Regions from separate parts of the Sus scrofa genome. Here region 1 is linked to region 2. Evidence: chromatin contacts called from public Hi-C data. All regions are on one chromosome and are shown on one strand. The core of a region is the stretch at or near the end of the contact, and the rest is flanking DNA. Distances in the headings are between cores, read along the strand shown.

What was found. Hi-C and Micro-C count contacts between places; a contact is called where the count stands out from the background.
Region 1: a Hi-C map of embryonic fibroblasts shows a contact between it and region 2, with 12 times the contacts expected there. The contact joins the enhancer-like site here to the promoter of FAM214B in region 2. A contact is called at or near these places in 1 of 5 promoter capture datasets (liver), 17 of 47 Hi-C or Micro-C datasets (alveolar macrophages, embryonic fibroblasts, fetal liver and 7 more) and 1 of 2 datasets of contacts at active chromatin or transcription factors (skeletal muscle).

Annotation. Positions count from the first base shown.
Region 1 is chr1:235,997,482-236,001,915 of Sscrofa11.1, reverse strand. UNC13B (protein unc-13 homolog B) reads right to left here. Exons shown (of 39, transcript XM_021065583.1): 7 at 2,874-2,931. Among named protein-coding and RNA genes, the nearest start is that of UNC13B, 81 kb to the right of the region's middle. Within about 2 kb of position 1,990, at least 2 of the 83 cell types and tissues checked have an H3K27ac peak or open chromatin away from gene starts, as enhancers often do.
Region 2 is chr1:235,904,313-235,908,849 of Sscrofa11.1, reverse strand. FAM214B (protein FAM214B) reads left to right here and starts at 1,708. Exons shown (of 9, transcript XM_013986310.2): 1 at 1,708-1,795.

The sequences.
Region 1 (4,434 bases), core at 741-3,240, 93 kb before region 2:
TTAAAATTAGTAGTCAAAGAGAGTAAAGTGTCAGGAAAACCAAATAAAACATGTGATCTTTGATCAGCTGGTGCAGTGGTGGGGGAGGAATTCCCTTCATGGCTCAGTGGTTAACAAACCTGACGAGGATGTGGGTTCAATCCCTAGCCTCGCTCAATGGGTTAAGGATCCAGTATTGCTGTGAGCTGTGGTGTAGGTCACAGATGCAGCTCAGATCCCGCACTGGTGTAAGCCAGCAGCTGTAGCTCCAATTTGACCCCTAGCCTGGGAACTTCCATATGCCACGAGTGCAGCCCTAAAAAGCAAAAAAAAAAAACAAAACTAAAAAACAAAAAACCTAGGGGAAAATTCAGGCTTTCTTAATATAGACCATACATTGTATAAATGTTAAGTTTCCTGATTTTAACAGTGGTTATTTTGGTTATGTACACTGTTCTCACTCTTAGGGAACACATGCTAATATGTCATAAGTCTGACTGTTACATTCAAATGATTCAGAAAATACATGTGTGGGAGTTCCTGTTAAGGCACAGTGGAAATGAATACGACTAGGAACCATGAAGTTTCGGGATTGATCCCTGGCCTCACTCAGTGGGTTAAGAATCCAGCATTGCTGTGAACTGTGGTATACGCCACAGATGTGTCTCAGATCCTGCGTTGCTGTGGTTGTGGCATAGGCTGGTGGCTATGGCTCCGATTTGACCCTTAGCCTGGGAACCTCCATATTCCTCAGGCAAGCCCTAAAAAGCTAATTAATTAATTAATTAATAAGAAAATACATGTGTGTATTTTTATGTATGTGTATACAGAGACAGAAAAGGAGGGGTAGAGAAATAGAGGAGCAACTGTGACAAAACGTTAATTAGTGAATCTAATAAAGGGTAAATGTGTGTTCACACTACTGTTCTTTCAACTATTCTATGAGTTTAAAATTTTTCAAAATAAAAATATATTAGGGGAGTAGTCAAAAGATATAAAAAAGATTTTCATATAAATGGTAAACACATGAAAAATATATGAGCATTAATAAACTTGCTGATTATATAGCCTTTTATTTCCTCCTGCCCTCCAGTCATTTGCTCTTTAATCACTTGAACTGCATTTCATCAAATGGGCCCAGGAAGGAATGGAAAGAGAAATCTCAATATTCCATTTCACTTCCCATTAGCAGTCCTGGAAAAAATTTAAAAGATTTAAAACATCAATTTTTTTTTTTAATTTTCAAAAAAAAGTGAAAATTATCTCATTACAATACATTTTAGAAATGACCTATATAGACTTTAATTCACAACTTGGTCTTCAATTTAGATTCTTCTGATCTCCTATTACCCTAAATGTATGCTAAATCCTAGTTCCTAGATGGCAAAAAATAAGTAATAAATCATATGAAAAATAGGTTTTCTTTAAATAAAGAAACAAGTTTGACCTCTGCCAGTGGTCTTACTTTTAACAGGAAAAGTAGCCAATAGAATAGAAGGCAACCAATGGATTTACAAAGCATGAAGGAGGTTTTCCTTTTCAGAAAAAATACGAAGGAAGGAGTATAACACAGTGGTTTGATACATGGGTTCCAGCACCAGATTGCCTATATCTGAATATTTACTTCCATACTTACTACTTGTATTGTCAAATAACAAAATCTCTTTATGCCTCATCTTAAAAATGAGAATGACAGTAAAATCTATGTCTAAGGGTTACTGTGGAAATTAAATAAGTTAGTACATTTTAGCTCTTAGAGAAGCATCTGGCTGGCATACTCTAAGACCTCAAAATATGTTAGCTGTTATGGTTCTTATCGTTAACTAGTATTATTACAGTAACTACTACCACTATCACCACCACCACCACTTTCAACCTGCAGCTGATAAGTTTAGCACTGATTCCAAAACACTATAGCAACACAAAAGAAACACAACATACGTAAATCCACCCCCGCAGGTTGAAAAAGTGAAAGAGAAGTGATTCCAAGTCAGTCCCTTGGTGTCTCTTCAAGCTGTTCTGAGAGAACCTGAGAAGATAACCAATATACAACGCACAGCTCATTTCAAGAAGGAATCTGTGTGGTCTAGAAAAGTTAATCTGGAGTTCCCGTCGTGGCGCAGTGGTTAACGAATCTGACTAGGAACCATGAGGTTTCGGGTTCGGTCCCTGCCCTTGCTCAGTGGGTTAACGATCCGGCGTTGCCGTGAGCTGTGGTGTAGGTTGCAGACGCGGCTCGGATCCTGCGTTGCTGTGGCTCTGGCATAGGCCGGTGGCTACAGCTCCGATTCAACCCCTAGGCTGGGAACCTCCATATGCCGCGGGAGCGGCCCAAGAAATAGCAACAACAACAAAAGACAAAAAAAAAAAAAAAAAAAAAAAAAAAATTTGGTGTCTTTATCAAAGAACTATACAAAGATTATACAATATGAGGCAACATGATATATATATGTACAGGGTACTATGGAAGCAAAGGAAAGACCTAAGCTAGACATGGCAGAATGAAGAAACAGTATAAAGATTTCCCAAAAGTGGTAACATTGAAACTGAGCCTTAGAGAATAATAACAGATATATAGGGACAGACTAGGAAAAGTTTTTCCTCCAAGGGTAAATCTGACAAATGGAGAAAAAAGAACACCACTGCCCTGCCTACAGTCACAAAAAAAAAAAAACACAACAAAACAAACAAACAAACAAAAAAAAACCCCATCTCTTCTTAAAGCTAAAGAGCAAATAGCCATTGGAGGTATCAGACTGAATAAGGTGTGTTTCTGGAGCTTCTTCTGTTTATACATATCACATCTCTACCCTCCTCAACTCAAAATAAGCCATATTTGGAGAACTGACAGAAAGCTGTGATTAAGGAGATTCAGAGACAAGTTTCTCACTTACAACACTGGGCGGCAGCAGTAGGCAATGGTTTCCTCTGGCTTTCTTCTTGGCTAGAATACTAGAAGCAGAAAGGAGAAAAAAAAAAAAAAAACATATATAATAAGAGGCCCAAGTAAAGAGGAAAAAAAAAAAAAGGCATAAATACCTATAAAAAGGTTTCACATTTAATTGAAGTCAAATTTTTTATCAAACAGAAACAGATCATCCTGCTACTGATTTCCCTATGTGATCCTAACATACAAGGTCAGACTATCAGATATGGCATTGGCCCAATGTGACAAGACTAAAGCAGGATAGCAGAGAGGCTGTGCTGACCAAAGGCATCTGTGAACAACTCCAGCTCTGCCAGCAGCTGTAGAAGGCTTAGTCTTCGAAACCTTACAAAACTCAGATGACTTTTCCTATGGATAATGTATAGATTTCCCCATTTGGGTGATGAAACTGAAAACCTCTCTGAGACTGAGTTTTCTCATTAAAAAAAAATAATAATAAAGTTTCTTCCCTCACAAGGTCAGGTGGGCAGTAAAATAACTTAAGTATGTAATAACAACATCTGATATTTACTAAAGTTCCTTTCCCAATTATACTCCAACCTCCCCAACACAAACCACCACAAACCCCAACAAAATAACAGAGTACGGAAGCCATGAAAAGAAAGATGTATAAAAGTGAGCCTCGTTAAAGATGGGCAGGATTTGGAAGGTAAAACAAAAAGAAAAAAGTACAAACAAATTAACACAGATACATAGAGTCTGGAAAACAAAGTAGTTTGGTTCAGAACTCAGTGGAGGATTGGAAAAACACAGCATGGTCCAGCAACTTGCAAATATGAGAGCTTAACTTTTCATCCTGACTCTGCCATTTATTAATAATCTGTGAGATTCTAGGCAAGACAGAGTTTCTTTAACACTGAATGAGTCCTTCATTCAACTGATATTTCTTGAATGTCTATATCGTGCAAGGCCTTGTTCCAGGCACTGGGGGAAAAGCGTTTGTAAATCATGGTAAGGAGTTTAGATTTTATCCTAGTGTATCAAGAATCTATTTAAAGTTTTAAACACCAGGGGTTTATGACTTGATTACACTTTAAAAATCACTCTGAATGTTCTCTAAGAACTGTAAGGAACAAGAGGGAAAATAAAACTAATTATTACAATTATCCTGTTGAAAGGTGATGGTGGCTTATATATGTGAATTAAAGAAGGGCATTTCAAGTGGTTAGATACAAAATACAAAACACTTTTTGTATATAAATACACTTTTATATGTAAAATACAAACAATAAACTGCATTACATCAGCAGTAGACACCACTATTACTACTTCCATTAAGGGAGGGATTAGAAATCAAGCACAATTTAAACAATATAATAGTATTAATAAACCTGTCACTCATAAAAATGTTCAAAACTTTTTGGAGGTTAAGCAACCCACTCCAAAGAAACAAACAGACCTGGTTATTATAATAACCATTATAAATAATGATTGATTGTTATAGGCAATACACAGGTATAAGTGTGAGGAAATCATAAAACTTTAAGCATTAAGTTAGAAGAATTGAA
Region 2 (4,537 bases), core at 459-2,958:
AAACAAACAAAAAAACAAAGTTCTGAGCCAAACACAGTGACCTCAAACTTTGAGCTTTTTTCACTACACAAAACCCTTCCAACTTTACTCTCTCTAGGATTATACAGGTATTTGTATGATGATACAAACAAACAAGCCACATCAGGGCAGAAAAATTTTGTTTCTTTTTCACTTTTTGCCTAGCACACCATTTGGTGTTCAGTAAAAAGCATCTTAACGACTCACAGAAAGAAAGTCACAGGGACCTAAAGAATCTGAGACTTAGAGAGAAATTTAACAGGTCTGATCCTTCATAGTCCTCAGCACTGCCAACTCCACAGAGAAGCTCTGAGTTCTGCAAGGGCCCTGTGCTGCCATCTACCGGTAGCTGGCAAGCATCGACTCCCCATTGCTATCTCCAGAACCCAAAGGGTTGCGGGAAGTTGGAGAGTAGAATCAAACGCTAATTAAATTACAGAAGTGTAAATGTCACATAGTTTTTGTTTTGTTGTGTTTTGTTTTGCCTTTTTTTTAAAGGGCCGCACCCACGGCATATGGAAATTCCCAGACTACGGGTCAAATCAGAGCTGCCGCAGCTGCCAGCCTACACCACAGCCCACAGCAACACCAGATCCTTAACCCATAGGATTGAACAAAGCCAGGGACTGAACCTGCATCCTCATGGATACTAGTCGGGTTAGTTACCGCTGAGCCACAACAGAACTCCTGTCACATAGTTGATTTGACACGTGCAAAGCAAAGGCTCTACTTTTCTTCAGTGATTGCAGGCTCCCCTTACTCTGTAGTAACACTTAGGCTCATGAATTTCACAGACGACTCTCTGACCTATCTCTACAGGTACACATCTGACTCTTACTTCTTGTCTCCCAGAATTCAGACTCTCTTGAACAGAGTAGGCTGCAGAAATTATTCATCCTCACAGAGTTGAGACCCCGTCAACCAGATTTGCGCATTTTTACAGAACCCTGAGACCCCTTGTGCTACTTTGCAAGTCCCACAGACCTCCCCCATTAAGGCAAATACACGCGCTAACGCAGACGGCTTCACTAAGAGGCTCAAGTTCCGCAGGCTGCTCACACCAGCGCAAAAGCTTGAGAGGGCCTCATTCAGGCTCGGCGCCTTCAGGCTAACGCTTTGACCCTGGCTCTGGCTCCCCACCTCCAGCCTAATCCGGTCAGCCTAGGCCTCACACAGAGGGCACATGCCCCGCCCATCTAAACCTGTCATCACAGAAGCCGCACGTGGCCGGGGTGGGACCTCAGGCGACCTGCAGCCATCACTTTGTCTCCTCCACCATCCATTGGGACCACCACCACCAATCAGAGCCAGCGGTTCCCGGCTGGAGAGCGGGCGCCGGGGTGAGGCTAGTGGGAGAAGGGGCGGGGGGAGAAGAGGCTCAGAGATCTGAGGGGGCTAGCGTTGGAAAGGAGCTTGGCACCGGTTCTGCCAGGCTGGAATCCGAGTGGGCGGGTCCTAGTGACAAGCAAGGAGACCAAAAAGGGGCGGGGATTGGAGGGGACGACGGGCAAGCAGTGTTCAATGGGGAGACGCCGAGAAGACGAGAAGGGGCGGGGCCTTAGAGGGGGCGGGACCTGTATTACAGGGGAGGAGCCCCAGGAATTACAGAAACTAGGAAAAAGGACAAGCGGGGTGGGGGGGGAAGGTGGGAGGTGGGACAGGGGGAGGGTGGGTCTTGTCGTTGCGGGGGCGGGGCTCGCACCAAAGGGGCGAGGTTTGCCGGAGGAGGCTGCAGCTGGGGCAGCTGTGTAACTGCCCCAATCCACTACCTCCCCAGGTGCAGCGGGACTCACGGAACTGCAGGTGTGGGGTGGGGTGCGTGTGGAAGAAGGGACAAGGACCGGGGTGCGCTTGGGCAGACATGAGGAGGTGGGGATCGCTTTAGGGAAGGAGAGAATTGGGAGAAATGCTGGGGTAGGGTGGAGTAAAGCAGAGTTAGGGGAGGAGCTGGGGCTCACTGTGTGGGCTAGGAGGTGCATTCTCCGGTAGCCCTTGTGGGGGAGGGGCGGGAGTGCTTTGTGAGGGTGGGAAGTACTAGGTAGGGGGTGAAGTCTTTATCTTGAAGTGGAGGGTTGGAGAAGATACTTGAGGAGGAGGGACTCTGAAGGAGCTTAGGGGGAAAGGGAAGAGGGGGTGTTGTGTGATGGAGAAGGGCTGGTGGTCCAGAGTGTGGGAGGGACAGATGGCCTGTGTGGAGGAAGAAGGGATGGGGCTGTGGGCACTCTGCGAAGGGAAGGGGTTGCAGGCCCCAGCTGGGGAGGGAAGAACCCCTAGTGCTTTGAGAAAGTGTGGGGGCATTATAGAGATTCCAGGAAGATGTTTGTGTCCTGTGTTTTAGGAATGAGGGTGATGAAATTGCTGGGGTGAAGAAGCCCGTCTGCAGTGCTCCTGGCTCCTCAACTCCTAACTCCACCTTCAGGCCTGAGCACTCTTAGAGAGGATCTAGGCCCCACTTGCCACTAGGGCTTGTGCGACCTTCTCAGGCAGCTCTGGATCTGTCTGGCTGAGTCTGGGTTTTTTGGTTTCTTTTTTTCCCCCTTCGTTGGTGTCTCTGGGGACCCTTCCCCCATTCTGTTCCTGTTAACCCCCCACTCTAGTTCCTGTTCCTTCTAGAAGCTTGCCTTGGTCCCTGTCTTCCCCCACCTCCCCCACTTTGCTCTGCCCTTATGTTCTGGGTGTGCTCATTTCCCACTTCCTTCCTCGCCCTGGGGCCTGGCCCGGTCCTTGCATGTCTAGGAGCTGTGCCTGCCCCAGACTTTGTACTCAGTGGCCAGAGACCTAATAATTAGCAGCAAGGCCCAGACCCCACCCTCACTACTACCAAGGTCTTTCCCAGCAGGCCCCCAAGTGAATGGTAGACACATTTTTACCACTTGCCACAAATGAAATTTCCCCACACTTTTCCTTCTCCTGGGTAGGTAACATTGCGACCGTCAAAAATTCTGGGTGTCTGTAGGAGGGGAAAATAATAAGTACTAAGGGTCTTTGATGCATGTTTGGAGAGGTGGGTCACTATTGTCATTTGAACTTGAGAAGGGATGTGAGGTTGCAGCCTCTGCTGGGGGAGGAAGAAGGAATGGCTCCCCATACTCCTGACCTGGAAGCTGACTGTCAAAACTGAGACTAGGGCCTAGTCCACTTGGGGGCTCCTCTGGTTCCCTGAGGGGACCTGGTGTAGGGCCAGAGTTCATTTTGCCCCTGGGCTGGCTGGGACAGGGTGGGAAAGCCCTGTTTTCCACACAGTGGCTGAATGAGTGTGACAGTGTTGCTGAAAGGGGCCCCAAGCCAGCCTCCTCTGGCTGAGAGACGGGTTGGTGGGGAGGAGGGGGTGCTGAGGCCAGACAAAGCCTTGGGGTAGGGTGGGGTAAAGGAGGGCAGGCTGAAGCCTTTTGAGGAGGAGCTGATTGCTATGGCAACACAGCTTCCCAGTCTGTCTCTCAGAGAGGCGGGCCTAGGGCAGACTCACTCCAGCTTCCTCTGGACTAAGGCATTCGTGTGAGTGGGTGGGGCATGAAGAGAAAGAGCATCAGTTTGCTGTGCAGAGGCTGGAGTATATGGCCTTTCTGCTTCAGAACGATCAGCGGAGCTTTCAGATGCTTGGACTCATCCTCTGGAAATGGATTTGAGTGAACAATAGCCATTAGAATCATAGCAATATAAGGTCAGAGCTGTAGAGGCTCTCAATGGTCATCATTTATACAAACTCATTTTACAGATTTGGAAATGAACAGAGACTGAGATTTTCTCCAGATCTCATAGTGAATGAACAGGTGTTAGAACCCAGGTCTCCTGATTGCTGTTCACTCAGCTCAGGGCTCATTGTTTCTTTCAACTAGAGTTTACTGAGCACCTATTTTGTGCCAAACACCGATGCTGATTCTGAGAGTACCAGCACGAATAAAACAGACAAAGTTGCTGCTCTCATGGAGCTTCCATTTTAATAGGGAAAGAAAGAAGTGTGTGTGTGTGTGTGTGTGTGTAGGGGGGCAAGCAGGAGAGGGAGAGAAGAGGAAAGAGAGAAATGATGTCTGGTGATAACTGCTATGAAAAAAAAAAAATAGGAGTTCCCGTCATGGCACAGTGGTTAATGAATCTGATTAGGAACCATGAGGTTGCGGGTTCGATCCCTGGCCTTGCTCAGTGGGTTAACGATCCGGCGTTGCCGTGAGCTGTGGTGTAGGTTGCAGACGCAGCTCGGATCCCATGTTGCTGTGGCTCTGGTGTAGGCCAGTGGCTACAGCTCCAATTAGACCCCTAGCCTGGGAACCTCCATATGCCACGAGAGCGGCCCAATAAATGGCAAGAAAGACAAAAAAAATAAATAAATAAAAATTAAAAAAAAAAAAATAAAGCAGGAGAATTTAGAGCAGCTACTTAAAGCCTCTTGATTGTACCATGCTGCTTGCTTTCCCAGAGCACACTGAGACCTAGAACATCTATGATCCTTCCCCCTAAACTGCTGCCCCATGGTCTTTGCAAATAATTAAGTCCTAGGCCTGTGGTAGTGGCAAGTAGATAG